Linked DNA regions of Mus musculus: region 1 is linked to region 2. A link is a contact called in public promoter capture Hi-C data. All regions are on one chromosome and are shown on one strand. Each heading gives the region's core, a stretch centred on a gene start, on an enhancer-like site or on the middle of the called end of the contact. The rest is flanking DNA. Distances are from core to core; before and after follow the strand shown.

Region 1 (5,387 bases), core at 2,748-5,247, 160 kb after region 2:
AATTAGTTCATGTATGGATGCAATACTTATGCTCATGACTGAGTGATGGCCGGAAGACAATCTTGGTGCCATTCCTCAGGAGCCATCCACTTTGACTTTGAGACAGGGTCTCTCACTGGCTTATTAAATAGGCTAGGCTGGCTGACTCTACTGAGCCCAGAAATAGCAAGCCCAGGAATCCACACTGCTAGGCAGCTACCTATATCAGTACTAGGGACCCTTGCATGACAAACAGTTTACTGACCACACCATCTCTCCAGCCCCTGGTCTAGGAACCTGAATGAAACCCCGGCTCAAAAGCAAAAAGAGTCGACAAGATGGCTCGGCTGGGAGAAACTAGAACTGGCTCCTGAAAGTTGTCTTCTGACCTACACACATCACACACACACACTACACATACACACCACATACACCATGCACATACCACACATACATCATACACACATACCACATACACATACCACACACACACCACACATATATCATACACACACATATACACCATCCACACACACCACATACTCACATACACTCCCCAAACACACCACACATACCACATATAACACATACACACCTCCTCTCACACACACTAAAATATCTGTAAAATTTAAAAAATAATAGTGAAAGAGAGCTGAGGATGTATGTAGCTCAGCAATAGAGCCTTGCTGAGCATGTATGGAGCCCTAGGTCCAACCCCCCAGCACCATAAAATGAACACAGCGTTCAGAAGAAGCTCTGGAAGGTGATACATGAGGACAAGTCACCAGGCCAATGCAGCCAGCTTTTACCTCTGGAAAGGAGCAGCATCCTTTCGGTTGAGCACCTGAGTGGATGCCCTTGTGTTTAGAGGGGTTTTGTCTTTACACACTACAGCCACAGATGTGAGGTCTGGACCAGAGGACTGTCTTTGTTTGATTAAATGCTTTGCTTGTTTGTTTTCTGAGATAGGATCTTGTTATGTAGCCTAGGCTGGTCCCCAGCTCTCTGGGCCTCTATGACCACCACACCCAGCTAGAATATTACCTTCAAAGACATACTTGGTGTGGGAAGATGGGTTTCCTGTGTGGGATATCTGGAAACTGAGGTAATTAACTGCAGGTTCACTGTCTGACACACAGTTGCCAAATACAGGATCAGTCCTCCCTCCCCAATGTGCACTGCCCAGTGCTGGGGATTGAACTCAGAGCCTGTGCATGCTCTTCCTACAAGCCACACTCGAACTCCCTTGCCGGTGGATTCCAGGCACCTGCTCTACCACTGAGAGACATCCTCAGCCCTCTGTTATTTTTTATTTCGAGTCAAGATCTAAGTTGCTCAGGCTGGCCTTGAACTCACACAGTAACCCAGATAGACCTTGAGCCTCACCCTCCTGCCCCAGCTTCTGGAGTACCTGGGATGATAGCCATTCAGCTGTGCCTGGCTAGGTCCTTCTTTTGTTTGCTGAGCACTTCTGGCTAAGGGGGCTATTGAGTCTGCCCTGTGTTCTCAGGTCAAGGGTCTAACTCATACCAAATGCTAAAGCTCTCTGAGGGATATTATTGCACAGCAGAGCAATGGCTACCAGAGATCCACCTCAGGTCTCAGGATTCCAGGACTTTCATGCTGGCCTACACACACACACACACACACACACACACACACACACACACACACACACCTCTGTTAATTTATTTAACCTCCATATTTGCCATGGCTTCCCCGCCCACAGAATGTGAGTAATTATCGTGCCTATCTCCCAGGACTTCTGATAATTCCATGAGATCACGGAGTCATAATATTTAGCACAAGGCTTGCTGCAAAGTCAGAGCAGGCAATGTTATTGGCACCATTATGTAGAAAAAAAAAAAAGATCACGGAGGCGTCAATATGCTACAAAAGCCCCACCACAGAGCTGAGCCCAGAGCCAGGCGGGGATGCCAGTGTGGGGTTGGTATTGGCCCTGTGCTCTGGTGGGAGTGTGTGGGTTGAAATTGGATTCCGCCATTAGCATGTCTAAATGGAGCTGATTTGCATAATGTCTGCTCTCTGTGGTCTGGTTCATCAATTCCTCCTGTGGCTCTGTTTACTCTATCCCAATGTGAAGGCTCTCGTGTGAGCTTCAGCAAGGCGCTGCTAATTAGTTAAACAGAATGAACAGACCTGCTTGCAAAAACTTCAGAAAACCCTAGGGGAGGAGCTCCACCCAGCTCCATTTATTCTCTTTCTTGTCCCCTCCAGGAGCATCGGATGCACCTGATGTGCACAGTCACATGGTCATTATGGAAAGAGGGTGTTCCTCAAGGCTGTGTTCTCCCATGGTTTTGGCAAAGTGGAAGACGATCTGTGCCTTTGGGCAAGGCTTCGTGAGGCTGAAGAGGGCACTGGGATATGGGGGCAGCAGGGGACTGCGGTACCAGTCTCTGGGGCTCACAAAGATCCCTCCCACCCTAGGCCTGCCAACTGTGTGCGCTGCCTCAGGTTGGGGTAAGGAACCCAACCCTCAGATAAGGGACTCTGCCAGGACGGTGCTTGCTTGTCTCTGTTCTAGCACCTGCCTGTGACACCGGTTGGGCCATCTGGAACTCATTGCAGAGAAGGTTGCATCATTGTGCTCTTTTGTCACTTTGGGGTGCTCACACTCACATGTTAAGGGTGGGGTGTGAAGTGGGATTGTTCAGGGACATGGAGCAAGTGCTCAGAGGTCATGACAGTTCTGACCCTCCTCCGAGGGTGGGAGTCTCTGGGACATTTGCTTCTGCTTCTTGTGGTTCCCCTCTCCTTGTCTTCTTCAGTCATTTATGTGGAATCCCAGGGCAGGAGCTAGATAATAGGCAGGGTCAGGATCCGGGACCGAGAGAGGAAAGTGCAGAGCTAGGCCCGGGTATGGTTGGGTGCAGTTCTAGTGCTCCTAATCTCCATTGCAGTGTGTGTAGGGCATGGTGCTGGTGGATAGAAAGAGGGTTAATAAATATACAGTTCTCCATCTGGGGATATAGCTCAGTTGATAGAGTGTTTGCCTAACACGCACAAGACCCTGGGTTTGAGTCCCACCATCACATAAACCAGATGTAGTAGTACAAGGTTGCCAGCATGAGGTAGAGGCAGGAGGCTCAAAAGTCCAAGGCCATCCTTGGCTACATAGTGAGTTTGAGGCCAGCTTGCTTAGAAAGCCTTGGAGATGTGTGTGTGTGTGTGTGCGCGCGCGCTCTCCCCATCCATAAACACACACACTACACACACATATATATGTATGAGACTTATCAAGGAAATAAATGAGAAATTAGGGATAATAGAAGCAACAAGGTTGAGTACTGTGAACTGGAGATGAGCAATTGGCATTTTAGGGATAAAGGAACAGTTTGGCCAGTTGTGGTGATGTACGTGAGTCGCCTCAGAGGAGGAGGAGGATCGGGCATTCAAGGTTATCCTTGTCTATACAGTGAATCGGCCGGGGCTACCTGAGACCCTACTACAAAAAAACTGCAAGAAAAGAATGGAAGGAATTGAGGGGAGCGGGAAGATGAGAGACTTGGCCAGATGCCCGGGGGGTGGGGTGGGGGTAGCATGCCGGGTAAGGAGTCCAAGCTATCCAGTGTGGTTTGTACAGGGAGAGAAAAAGTAGCAAGCCGGAGAGGCAGGTGGAGCCTGCAGCATGGAACACACCAGCCTGGCGGCTTTAGATGGATTTGGCAGGGTGGGGGACTCAGAGTGACTGAGAGGGAAAAAGAGAGGAAGGAGGGCTTGCTTGGATGCCAGGTCTTGCAGGGACAGGCTCAACCTGATTCCATCCCATTACCCTATGCATGAACAAGACCCATGGTGGCCTCACCTTGCAAGAGCTTGGGGAGTAATGGGAATTGAGAAATCAAAGATATACTGGGAACAGTGTCTGCCTCCCCCTCCCGGAGCCCCAGGGGTGGGCGACATGATCCGGGGATGAGTCACTAGGGTGGGAACCCTGCTCCCTCTCATAGCCACCCCTTGCTAATATAAAGGGCCATCAGGGAGGCCCCGCCTCAGAGCAGCCCAAACCGGACACCATGAAGATCCCAATTCTTCCCGTCGTGGCTCTCCTCTCTCTTCTGGCATTGCATGCGGTCCAGGGAGCAGCCCTGGGGCATCCCACGATATACCCGGTAATCACACAAGTGCCGGCCTTTTTTAGACCCCGGCTGCCCCCTCAGTGTTGCCCATCCATTCTGTGGAGAAGTGACTCTTATTTGTTGGCTGTGCTTTGGCAGCTAGAGGAGAAGCTGGGGTCTTGAGGAGGGAGGAAAGGAGGAAGGGGAGAGTGTAGGGATGTAGCTTGGTGCAAAAGGAGGGGAAAGACTACTCTGGGAAGAACGGAATGGTTGGGGGGGGGGAGCCGGAAGCTGAGGTAGGTCACTGGGATCCCCCTAATCCAGCTTTCCTTCCTTTCTAATCCTCTGAGTAGCTTTCGGATGGCGGGAGGCTCCCTGCTGGCCCAGATTCCTTAGCATCCCAGCCCCTAGACAGAGAGGACCCCTGTAGTCCCTCTGCTCCTCAGCTGTCCTAAGGGAACAGAGGAATGCTCTTCCTGGCTTTAAACGTCTAAGACAAGGGGCTTGGTGTCAACTGGATTCGAGCAGGTGGCCTTGGGAAAAGCAGGGTCTGCTTGGATCTCAAATGAGCTGGGGGCTTTGGCCAGCCTGTTGCATGAATTTGTACTTATCAGGAATTAGCTGGGTGTAGTGTAGCACCATTGTGACCCCAGCACTTGGGAAGCTGAGACTGGGGGATTAGGAGATTGAGGTTCATTTGGGCTATGTAGTGAAACCTGCCCTTTTTTAAAAAGGCTTTTTTGTTTGTTTGTTTGTTTTTTAAAGATTTTAGTTTTAATTAAGCATGTGCAATGTGTCCGTGTGTGTGCACAGACATGCCAGAGGCGATGGGGGCCTAAACAATGTGCTTAACATCAGAGCTGGAGTTAAAGGGGGTGGTGAGGCCCCTAATGCAGGTGCTGGAAACCAAACTGGGGTCCTCTACAAGGACAGTGGGTGTTCTTAACCTGTGAACCATCCCTTCAGACCCCTCTTGCCTATGTTTAATCCAAATTTAAGACAAATATGTCAAAAATGCTGAGCTCTGAGCACTAGGACCCTGCCCAGAGGGCCACATGCTGGTGACCTCTGTGGTGCAGAGGAGGGAGTAAAGGAGTCCATAAGATGGAGGGACAGAGGGCTTTAGGGATGGAGAAAGTTATATTTACCAAATAGAAGACTTTAGCATTGGTGGCCAGTGAGCCACGTGGTAAACTAGCCACAGCCTACAAGAGGCTGACAGCTTACCTTAGGGGCTTAGTTCATGCTAGTACCCTGGGCTTCGTCAACAAGCATGGGTGTTTTGGCACACAGAAAATCAACAGCCAAACAATACCAGGTGGTTTT
Region 2 (5,013 bases), core at 1,281-3,780:
TTTGCTTTAAGATTGCTTATACATACAGAGGGAATGCAAACTTACAAGTACACCATAAAGAGCTATATACGCCTGACCTGGGCAGTTATATAGAACATTCTGGAGCTAGGAATGACAGCAAAGTATGAGGGGCATATATCAGAATTATGGAAGTCCAGACAGGGCTAGGGAAGGGGAAGGTAGTGTTGATCATATCTGAGGAAGACAGGACAGGTACCAGCGGGGTTTTTAATTCTTGTTAATGGTTAGTTTTTTGTTTTTTGTTTTTCTTTGTTGAGGGAAGGTCTCATGGGCTCAAGTAAGGCAGGGGCCCCAAATGTCTCTAGCAAAGAGAGAGGAAAGGGACAGTGTTTAAGACCGGGCCCAAAGCAAGCTGAGAGCAGAGTACTGGCAATATTCATTTTTATCCATGGATTGTGACTATGTCTGAATCAACTTTTTTTTTAAAGATTTATTTATTAATATATCAAGTACACTGTAGCTGTCCTCAGATGCACCAGAAGAGGGCGTCAGATATCATTACGGGTGGCTGTTAAGCCACCATGTGGTTGCTGGGATTTGAACTCAGGACCTTCGGAAGAGCAGTCAGTGCTCTTACCTGCTGAGCCATCTCACCAGCCCCTGAATCAACTGTTTACATACTGTATTTACTTGTATGTTGTGTGTGTATGTGGCACACACATAAGATGTATATGTAATTCATATATACATGTATAATTATATTCTTCAAAAAATTTATTGTTGAGACCAAAGTTTATGACCTGGAGAGCTAGTTTGAGGGGTCGGGCCCTCCAGAGGGTACGTCCAGAGTGAAGGAAACCAGGCTGGAACGCACATGTCCCTGCTCCCCAACTTCCTTTCTGAGGTTGGAGGTACATGGGAGACCCAGGCAGGCCCACTATGGTACTCTGCTTACCCAGGTAGTTCTGCCAACAGTTCTTAGTCTGGTTCTGGTTGGGGAAGCGGCTGTCAAAGGGGGCAGTTTTGTAGTTCTTGATTTTAGTCTTGATGTCTTCAGCCATCCTGACTCCTGGATGCAAACAGAGTGGGAATGTTGGCAACCATTCTGGAGGTGCTGGGTGTGGGGATGTCAGGCCAGAGCAGAATAACAGGCTGAATGTGAATAAACCATTATCTCCCCCTTCTTCACAAACACAGAAAGATGAAGGGCAGGGAAAACCCATATATCTGAGTACAGAAGCCACAGTAGGGTTGGACAGAGGTCTCCTTGGCAAAACCAATCTTCATCCTTAAATTCCAGTTAACGCTCACTGTGTGCACAGCACATACTATGTGTACTCTATACATACCTACCCCATGGCCACTCTAAAAGATATTGCTACCTCTGTTGTCTACACAAGGGACAGGGTGTCTAAATGACTTTCCAAGGTCACACAGCACCCAGTGATAATGCTTCATCCATCACCAGCAAAAACACTGCAAGGATTTTCTGGTGTCACCGGCTAGTTTTCTGGCGTCACACACTCATCTGAGGTCCAATGAACTCAAACTTTGCTCAGAATATGCCTAAATGCATTGTGGGATTGCCTAAGATGTGTCCCCCCCCACCCCGCTCCAAAAAAAAAAAAAAAAAAAAGCTCAAAGGACTTAACAAGTAAAGTACAACTGGAGGTAACCATGACTGAAGATTTGTGACTCTTGTAACTGGCATGTGTCAGGTATCTGTGATTTTGCCTGCTGACAATGGCCCAGGCTACCAAATCTATTGACGTTGCTGCCTCCATTCCTAATGGAAGTAAATACTGGAATTCGATTAGAACCCCACGCAAACCGCCCCCCCCCCAATCATTCAAATACTTTAGCTCCTTGAGTTTTATCGACTTCTCTCAGCTTTGATATGTCTGAAGAGATGACATAGTCAATATCAACAGACCTGAGAGAAACTGTCTCTAGAGCATCTGGGGGACCTTGACACCACAGAGGTGCCAGTGTCAACTGAAGTAGTCCAAACAAGTGGGGTATTTGGGCAGGTTCATTGAAGGAGGCAAGGTGGGCACGGGGGATTTAAAAGACTCAGTGTCGGAAGTAATTTTGGACAATATCTCGAGTTTTGAGAGTTGATCAAAGATGACGCTGAGGGGAAAGACACGAGTCAAGGCGACAGGCTTCGGCCTTGGAACGCGGGTGGCCACGCCTGTGAACTCGCAACTAAAAGCTCCACAGTCCAATTTACTGGGTCTAAATCCGAATTGCCTTATAGCCACGGGTAAGGCGCTTCACACTCCAGCCCCAACGCTATCAAAGGGGACTTGTAGGGCTGAAGGATGGAGTAATAGGGACTGCTTAGAAAGCGACCTAGCCATCATGAAGAAAGGCGGCTATAATGGTTAGCTCCAGGACACCGGACCCGTGGCCGCCGGAAGTTTCTGCTTGGCGTCAGGGAAGCCCCGGGGCGCTTCTCTGCAACGGACAAGGTTCCCCCAGGATCCCGACCCTTCACACTCACCTAAAGATTGTCCCGGAGTAGCGTTACTTCAATGTGACCCTTAGCAAAGACGCCAATGTCAGACGGGAAGCGGAATTCCGACTGGCCGGAAGCTGCGAGAGGAGGAGCCGAGCTGAGTCCTCCGGGCTGCTAGATTGGCCTCGGGAGGCGTGCCCAGAAACCGCTTTGGCCACGCCCACTTCCGAAGAAGCCCGACCTCCTATTGAGCTAAATTTCTGCTTATTATTGTTGCTGGGCCAATCGAGATTTTACTTTGCTCTTAAAAGGCACCTGACGTTCAATTATGGGTTATTATCACCTGCCTGTCCTTCCCAGAGGGAAAAGCATAAGACTGTCTTCAGAGTGGGAATGGAAAAGTGTCACAGATAATCTGTGTTTTGAAATAGGACTTCGCTGTATATCTCAGACTGGCCTCGAAATTTTGATCACAGATTACTAGGTGTTAGGATAACAAGCGTTTACCCCTGTGCCTTGATTCGAAAGTTATTTATATTTATTTATTTGGGTTTTCGGGATAGACAATCTTAGTTTGTGTTTTATTGCAGTGAAGAGACATCATGTCTACGGCAACTCTTTGTTTGTTTGTTTGTTTGTTTGTTTGTTTGTTTTTCGAGACAGGGTTTCTCTGTATAGCCCTGGCTGTCCTGGAACTCACTTTGTAGACCAGGCTGTCCTGGAACTCACTTTGTAGACTCAGAAATCCGCCTGCCTCTGCCTAACTAGTGCTGGAATTAAAGGCATGGGCCACCACGCCCGGTTTATGGCAACTCTTATAAAGGAAAACAATTAAGGGCTGGCTTACAGTTTCAAGTTTCGTCCATTATCATCATAATTGGAAGCAATGTGGTGAATTGCTCTGATCCTTGAGGGTTGCTGTTTCTGCTGCTTTTCTGCATAAACTGGAATCCAGAAGAAGTAGGCTCCAAAGGAAGTACTGGCAAAGCAAGTACCTGTCCCTTCTTCCATTGTCCTTATATAGGCCTCCAGCAGAAGATATGGCCCAGAATAAAAGTGTGCTTCAAGACCTGTAGGAGTCATTCCTCCTAGAGGTCTGGATCAAAAGCCTGTGTCTTCCAGCCTTAAGGTCCAGATTACAGGCATGTTGTCTTCCTGCCTCAAGTCCGGATTACAGGTGTTCCCTATGTTTCTGGATTATAGTTCATTCTATATATAGTCAAGTTGATAATTGAGAGTAGCCATCCACATAGGGGTTCTCTGTGTAGCCCTGGAAACTCATCTATCTATCTATGGGTGTCCTAGAACTCACTCTGTAGGCCAGGCTGGCCTCGAATTTTTATCTGCCTGCCTCTGCCTCCCCGAGTGCTGGGATTAAAGTGCTGACATGGGTTTAAGTTAATAGAAAGTTTTTATTAGGTCTCCAGTGATTACACTAGGTGTTTGGGATCTTGGTGTAGCACCAAGCCCTTTTTAGAGTGAATTTTTACACACAAAACCTGTATTCTGGATTGACATAATTCAGTTCATAAGATAGCTAGCTGGACAGTGGTGGTGCACGCCTTTAATGCCAGCATTTGGGAAGTAGAGGCAGGAGAATCTCTGAGTTTGAGGGCAGCCTGGTTTACAGAATGAGTTCCAGGACAGCTAGGGCTACACAGAGAAACCCTGTTTTAAAAAAGGGGTGGGGGGCTGGCGAGATAGCTCAGTGGGTAAGAGCACTGACTGCTCTTCCTAAGGTCCTGAGTTCAAATCCCAACAACCACATGGTGGCTCACAACCACCCTTAATGAGATCTGACGCCCTCTTCTGGTATATCTGAAGTCAGCTACAGTGTACTTATGTATAATAATAAATAAATCTTTGGGCCGGAGCAAGCAGGGACTGAGTGAGCAGAATTGACAGAGTGAGCAAAAAAAAAAAAAAAAAAAATTCAGTTTCCAGCAACCACATGAAGGCTCATAACCATCTGAACAGATACAGTGTATTCATATACATAAAATAAATAAATAAATCTTTTTTTTTTAAGGCACTGCTGAAAAAAACACAAAGACCTTGCCTTCTTAGGTCCTAAGAGCGTTGTTAGAAGGTGAAAAATGAAGTGGTCTCTCCTACAGTCTCATCCATCACTGTAGCAGACACCACTGCCTGCTCGTTACTATTCTCAATCCCCAGAGATCACTGTTCACACATCCAGGCAGCCGAGAGACCTGTACTGATTGGAGGAAACTTTAGGAATTCAACCTTGGGTCTGATGGAAAGAGATCCATGGGGAAAGTGGCTACAGTATCATTCTTTTTTTTTTCTTTCTTTCTTTTCTTTTTTAGTTTTTCAAGACAGGGTTTCTCTGTGTAGCTCTGGCTGTCCTGGAACTCACTCTGTAGACCAGGCTGGCCTCGAACTCAGAAATCCACCTGCCTCTGCCTCCCAAGTGCTGGGATTAAAGGCGTGTGCCACCATTCTTATCATGGAATTTTTGAAAATGTTCATATAGTTTGCCAGACCTATCAAACAATCCAGTGTGTTTCTGGCTTTAAAACACTTCCAGAATCCTCCTTCACTGGATGCACTTCAGGTCCTTCAGCCTGGAT

The links. Capture Hi-C pulls out chosen DNA fragments and counts their contacts.
Region 1: a contact with region 2 is called in a promoter capture Hi-C map of liver. The contact joins the promoter of Krtdap here to the promoter of Cox6b1 in region 2. A contact is called at or near these places in 8 of 39 promoter capture datasets (the C10 cell line, the HPC-7 cell line, cranial neural crest and 4 more), 4 of 115 datasets of contacts at active chromatin or transcription factors (bone marrow-derived macrophages and embryonic stem cells) and 3 of 9 other capture datasets (adipose tissue, liver and pancreatic islet).

The regions. Positions count from the first base shown.
Region 1 is chr7:30,783,908-30,789,294 of GRCm38.p6, forward strand. Krtdap (keratinocyte differentiation associated protein) reads left to right here and starts at 3,998. Exons shown (of 6, transcript NM_001033131.4): 1 at 3,998-4,115. The coding sequence starts at 4,020.
Region 2 is chr7:30,623,584-30,628,596 of GRCm38.p6, forward strand. It overlaps Cox6b1 (cytochrome c oxidase, subunit 6B1), which reads right to left and starts at 2,531. Exons shown (of 4, transcript NM_025628.3): 1 at 2,468-2,531; 2 at 917-1,030. The coding sequence starts at 1,022.